2 separate regions of the Gossypium hirsutum genome follow, and region 1 is linked to region 2. Evidence: chromatin contacts called from public Hi-C data. All regions are on one chromosome and are shown on one strand. The core of a region is the stretch at or near the end of the contact, and the rest is flanking DNA. Distances in the headings are between cores, read along the strand shown. Region 1 holds the start of LOC107900691 (arabinosyltransferase XEG113). Region 2 holds the start of LOC107900705 (E3 ubiquitin-protein ligase MBR1).

Evidence for each region. A called contact is a pair of places that touch in the nucleus more often than the background predicts.
Region 1: a Hi-C map of leaf shows a contact between it and region 2, with 2.5 times the contacts expected there. The contact joins the promoter of LOC107900691 here to the promoter of LOC107900705 in region 2. A contact is called at or near these places in 2 of 34 Hi-C or Micro-C datasets (both in leaf).

Annotation. Positions count from the first base shown.
Region 1 is chrD08:54,920,002-54,923,530 of Gossypium_hirsutum_v2.1, forward strand. LOC107900691 (arabinosyltransferase XEG113) reads left to right here and starts at 1,711. Exons shown (of 13, transcript XM_016826373.2): 1 at 1,711-2,145; 2 at 2,492-2,761; 3 at 2,835-3,040; 4 at 3,394-3,499. The coding sequence starts at 1,953.
Region 2 is chrD08:54,388,479-54,391,716 of Gossypium_hirsutum_v2.1, forward strand. It overlaps LOC107900705 (E3 ubiquitin-protein ligase MBR1), which reads right to left and starts at 1,744. Exons shown (of 5, transcript XM_016826399.2): 1 at 485-1,744; 2 at 1-190. The coding sequence starts at 1,306. LOC107900703 (rop guanine nucleotide exchange factor 14) reads right to left here. Exons shown (of 10, transcript XM_041098412.1): 7 at 3,101-3,238; 8 at 2,468-2,815; 9 at 2,132-2,344; 10 at 1,902-2,129. The coding sequence ends at 2,004.

The DNA of each region.
Region 1 (3,529 bases), core at 461-2,960, 530 kb after region 2:
AGCAATGAATAACATGAAAACTTTGAAAACCTCTTTTTTTTATTTTCCAATAGATATACCCAAATAGCACGAGAAAAATCATCAACTAATGTCAAAAAACAATGAGATCCACAAGATGAAGGAGTGTCATAAAAACCCCATAAATCACAATGAACTAACTCAAAAATACGAGTGGTTTTTTGTTCACTAATTGAAAAGTTATTTCTAGCCTGCTTAGCACGATGACAAATTTAACATGCTTTATTTAGATTATCTCTAGAGTTACTAACATAAGGAAGTAATTTTACTACTTTCTCGGAAGGGTGACCCAATCTTCTATGCCAAAGTTCCAAAGAGGATGAAGCTTCAATTGAAACCACTTTGACCATCGAAACATGTCGGAAGTAGTAAAGTCCATCTCGTCTCTCACCCGTTCCAATCAGCTCCCTCGAATGAAGGTGAATAGCATATATGATAGTAGAAGATTGGACAAAACAGTTCATATCATCATTCAACTGGGAAACCAAAATTAAATTACAGTTTAATTTAGGAATGTAAAGAACGTGTTTTAATTGAATTTTTTCCTCAATTTAACCATTCCTTCTTGGGTAGCCACCATTGTTTGGCCATCAGAGAGTCCTATGGAACATGCTACAGCATCTCTCACATTCGTCAAACACATAAGATCACTCGTAACATGATTTGAACACCCCGTATCAATAATCCAATTATTATTGAACTTACCATTCAACCGAGTGGAAGTTGATTGTTTATTACCAAACACCGCTAAAAGAGACTACTATTGCTCAACGGTAAAACCAGGAAGTGTCGCCCTCCTTGGTGGTGATGGAGGAGGAGCAGACTCGCCGCCAGGCATTTAGAATGATGAAAGAAAAAAAAATTGTGTCAAAAACCTTGTTCAGATGCCACTTGAATTTTATTGATAGACCTTAAGGATATATATATCTATACAGTAGTAGTTACGTAGGAATCAAATTGCTAAAAGATAATATCCTATAATATCCATTATGAATCAAATTGCTAAGAGATAATATCATATCATAATATCCTAACACTTTTAAATAATTTCTTTTTCACATGTGCGCAGAAAGATCAGTTTACTTATTTTTTTTACTCGAAGAAAAAAATGCAATATAGAAATTATTATGGTATTTTTACTTAAATATGCATAGTTACATCTCTCATTTCTCACCTCCTCTTATTCAAATTTAGAATGAATTTTTTTGGTGTTGTAAAATATTTAGAATGGTTTGTTTTATATGCTAAGATGAACTTTCCTTTAATTTTTCTAATCTACCAATTATATCACCTTTCCAACTTTTTATTCCCCTTTACTTTTACAAATAAAATTTAATTTTACGTAGATTAATTAAAAATTTCTTGAAAATCCCCGAGTGTGAACCGAGGGGGTTTTCACTCTAGTGAAATATTTGTTATTTTGTAAGCAAAATGAAATATTGCATTGACTAAAACATGTATCAAATGAAGGGATTGTAAAATGTTTTCCAAGTAAAAACCAAGCCATAATCCCACAAAATTCGGACAAGATTCTGAAATGTTGTCCATCACCAAGCTCTGCTCTGCACCAGACACCCTGATCTTAAAACCACTTATCGCTTGCCATTTTGTGTATGACTCAATAGAAATCTATTCTCTTCTATGTTGTTGTAAATTTTATAATAGTCCCTATGCCAGCTTGCCACATGGTAAATTCTAAAATAATAGCTGATTTGTGATATAAATAAAAGACAAGGGGCTGGGAAAGTTGACCAAGCTATAGCCTACAGCTCTTACATAACAAGTTGCTACAGCTATTGAATTTGATCTGAAAACTCCTAAATTAAACATGGAGTCCGGACTACTATAATCGAAACCCCCTTTCCTTTGTTTCGCATTTTCATCCTGAAAAAATTCAACGCCAAAAAGAGATCAAGTTGGAACCCACAGCAAAGATGGGGGGATGGAGAAACGCAGTTCAAGAGGCTGCTGCTTCTAAACCTCTGTTTCTGACGATATACACCACCATTATCGTGGGGATAGTGGCGACTTCTTTTTATGTGTTCTCCGCCATTTACTCTCCATCCGCTTCCACCAGCACCCAGTCTATCTCTACTTCTTGGCTTTCCTCCCCTCCTCTCTCCCAAAGTACGCTCCTTGTTCTTTTTTCTTTTGTTTTTTAATTTAAGCTTCTATGTATGTGCAAATGGCATATCATATGTTATTAGAACAACTGAGTAAACATTGTTTTCGTTATTGGATCCTAATCAAAATGGAATATTGCTAATGGGTTTTTGTTAGTTTGACTTTTTGTTTGTATGTTAGACCCTTTCTTCCCCTAGCTTCTTTTATGGAATTATGTTGCAATTTTGAAGACTTTCTTTGATACCCTTTATTATGATGTTCTGTTCAGTACATCAACTTCACTCTTTTAGCATTTGCTTTACCATTAGTCAATTACATGATTTTATTAACTGATGTCCTCAAATGGTAGATGGTGGTTCTAATTTCAGTAACAACATTTCTCAACCAACAGACAAAGCATCACAACCTGGTAGCAACCAGTTGAAAACTATATGGGAGGCTCCGCCTAGTAATTCGAAAATGCCACCTTTGGAGTCCTTTAAATTAACAAAAGAACTGGTTGGAGAAAGGGCGAAAGACAATGTCATTATTGTCACCTTTGGCAACTTTGCGTTTATGGATTTCATCTTGACTTGGGTTAAACACTTGACGGATCTTGATGTTTCTAATCTTCTTGTTGGTAAGTTGTTAAAATCTTCCTGCAGTTAACTGTGCTTAAAAGTGGACAATGAATTGGAATCGTTGTGATTTAGGTGCTATGGACACCAAACTGTTGGAGGCTTTGTATTGGGAAGGTGTTCCAGTATTTGATATGGGCAGCGATATGAGCACAATAGATGTTGGATGGGGCTCTCCTACATTTCATAAAATGGGGAGAGAGAAAGTATTACTTATAAATGCTATACTTCCTTTTGGTTATGAGCTATTGATGTGTGATACAGACATGGTGTGGCTCAAGGTACTCCCTTTCCAATCCAGATCAAGTTTTTCTTTGTTGTTTACATGACACTAAGCTATAGTTTGATTGTTTCACTTTTTCTTCCCTTAAATTGGATAAGTTTTATTTTATTACAATGCTATCATACTGTGGAAGAATATGGATTTCTCTGATTCTATAAGAAATAAAATTTCAGTGAGAAATACTAGTTTTTCCTGGCGGTTGCATTTGCTTTGTGTGTACTTTTATTGGCTTGTGTAATGCTTCTTACTCTGCTGTCATCATTTCTTTATATTTTAAATCATGATCCTTAATGGTCACTTCAGAAGATATACATTAAAGTCATACTTGATGTGGCTTGCCCCTTTCCACAGGATCCGCTTCCATATCTTGCTCAGTACCCTGATGCTGATATCTTAACTTCAAGCGACCAAGTTGTGCCAACAGTTGTTGATGACAGATTGGCTGATTGGAAACAAGGTAAAAAATGTTTCAAGTTGTGGCCCAGAG
Region 2 (3,238 bases), core at 494-2,993:
AAGCCTCAGCTAACATAACGATTCTGGATACACTAGACCTAGCACCAGTGGTGTCATCATTTGAACTAGAATCTCGATTATTTACATGACATGTGCATCGACCACTTCTATGTTGGCCAGATAAAATGCAGGATCTTTCATGCCCTGAAAAGTTCTCAAAACGGCTTCCTAGCCGTTGAAGAGCTCGAACCTGGAGCAACTCATAGGTCAGTAACTAAACAGACAATAATCTGCATTTGCTCAGATGGATAACTTTCAAAGAACCTATAGCAGAAAGTAATACATGCAGGCAAAACCTAAAGAAGAAGCAGACATAAATATAGAAATAAAGCATTAGAACAGTCCTAAACCTAAATATTTGTTCTGATTCTAATTGTTAATGAAAAAAGTAGAGTTACTATCAACGTCGTTCAGTAACCACCAGGCATTAAATTAAATTAAAAAGCGTGGAGAATAAGGCGATGGGTCCAACAAGATTATAAACCTGAGATCGTATTCTTCTCCGCCTTTCAAGGAAATTGGATCTATGGTGGAGCAAATCATGATACCGGGCTTCTCTGGATCGAGAAGTTTCAATTTCATCGTGGGAAATAACGGAGGAAGCATGAGCGGAAGCAGTGGTGGATGGAGAGGTAGCTAATTGCTGCTGAGTAATTTGTATGTCTTGCTGCAAAGGGCAGAATGTGGGAGCTCTACCAAGAACACGATCACGAAGCCTTCCAACACTTAAGGCTCTGCTAAAACGAGCGTTGCTTTCGAGAGTCTCTCCACTTCCATCTGAATCATTGAAGATAATCGGAGAACAAGAATTGCGGGGAGGTTGTTGAGGTTCAAGTGTCTCAGAATCGTCATCAGGGTTCAACATCTCCGCGGAGGACCCCATGCTATTAGCTCTGCTGAACCGGAAGCTCAAATTACCAGGAAGGAAGCTAATGCCGGAGAGGCAGCGAGAAGGAGAGCGATGAGCAGCTGTTACAGCTGCACCAGAGGTGCTACCACCGGAAGATATGCATGGGGTTGGCAATGGCAATTGCATTTCCTCATTAGATGCCGCTTCGCCTTCAACCTTTCTGTTACTTTCTCTTTTCACCAGATCCGATTCCGACGCAGGTTGTTTCCGGTGATCAAAGTTGGGTTTAGGAGAAGCAGATCTAGATAACGCTCCCAAACAAGAGGACCGGAAAACTCTATTCTTAACCTTGGATCTTCCCCTCAGCCCACCGCTGCTAGACGAGGAAGCAGCAGGTGCAGTGTCTCTTCCTCCTCCTCCTACTCTACAACAACCCTTGCTCCCACCGGATCCCATCTGAGTGGTTTCACTTAAGTTTCACCCTAAACCCAACAAGAAAAAAAGGGAAAACCAGCGTCGATGACGTAATTGGCATTTGGAAGTTGTGCTTGGAAGGCACTCCAACCTTATTATTTAGGGGGCGGAGTGATTAAAAGTGATGTATTACTAACTCATGTCTTCAGATCTCAACGATGGTTACGTCTTGAAAACAGTGTTTCTTAGAGGTGAAAATGCCTTTTTTGATTAATGCCGCCTCCTCTGCCTCTTCTTGGGGCTTATTTTCTTTTTTATTATTATTAATTTTAAATCCCATCTCTGCTCTGCTTTGCTCAGGCGCATGTGGAATGCGGATCCACAAGCAACAGCCTCAGACCACGGCTGACTTTAGTGTACCAACACTACAACTGCTCCACACCCATTATAGGTCCGGTTCACTTACTCTTTCTATGACCAAAACCGGTGAAATTTCAATTATTGCCATATTAAAAATATAAAACGGGCCCAATCAATCCAATAATGAATTAATTGGGCCTATACAGACCCAATAAGTTGATATTAACAGTCGACACATTTGGAATCCATATGTAAGTTTCCGGTACTAGCAAGTATATGATTCTTTTATGGCTTTTATTAATTAATTAAGCTTAACAATGATATACAAAAGCAGTGTTGAAAATCAAATTTCCATCATCTTTTTGATTTTTTTTTATTATCAAGGAGACACTCCTATACTACTACATGCCTCTTTCCCAATACACCAAACTCGACGGCTCCTACTTGTACTTGGTGTTGCATTTATACTTGCATCACTGTACAACTCCCCATCCGTATCGGATTCGCAGTACTTCCCTCTACTTTGCTCATAACATCACTGAGTGAGTGAGAGTGCCTTGGATTTCCCACATTTATTCCAGGAAAGCACCATGTTGCCACCCCTGAATTTGGGTTACACAAACAATCTTCTTGTAGAATTTCTCCCATCCTGCACATTATGCTGAAAGCCAAGTTCTTTAGGACTCGTGAATATGCTTCCAGAATGGAATGTCCAACATCCTGTGCACCAATTCAAAGTGTAATTCATCGCAATTATTAATATACTACAACATAATATTGATTCAATAGTGAAAGATACAATGCAGAATAAAATAAGCTTCACTTTAAACACCAACTACTTACCTTGCCATATTGAATTTTTGAAGCATCAAGAAATGTTTGAGGAAGGTTTGGGTATGCACTCTTTATCTGATGTAAAAGTGCTTCAGCACAGTCCACTAGTAGCTCCATCTTATCCATTTCAGATATAGGATCCTTAATAAAGGACCATGATTTTCGCACTGGCGATTTACCACTAGCTTGTTCTGTAAGTCGCCCTTTCCATGCAAATACAGCAGCTTCCAACCTATTAATGACCTCGAGAGCATTGTTTTCAGACTTTAAATTTAGCGAAATGAACATTTCATCAACCGAGGTGGACTCCAGAGTCAAAACCTTGTACAGGTCGTCACCAAGGCTTGCCTTCCCAGACTGTAAACATAAGGAAAGAGATTCAGTTGCCATAAATGCAATACAAACATCTTGTAAAACTTTAACCTGGAATTTACTCTCATCATTCAAATTTATCAGATACCATAAGATTTTAAAGTAGATTAACGTCAGCTGGTTCCAACTAAAATATCCAGATTCCATTTCTATATTTCCTTTTTAAACATGTCGAGTAACATTTTAGTACTAAAATACATATCATCATAAAAACTATTAAAGGGTCCAATATTTAAAGTCGACTGCCCTGGAGGCAGTGAGCTTGCTCACCTTGGGAAGAGCATCCCTAATAATGGATGGAAGAGGTATTTCAAGCAAAACATTTTCATTAATCGATGCTGCAGCCTTGAATACTTGATATACCACCTTGCCTTTACATTGCAACTTCTGCCTTTCGGTATCTGAGAG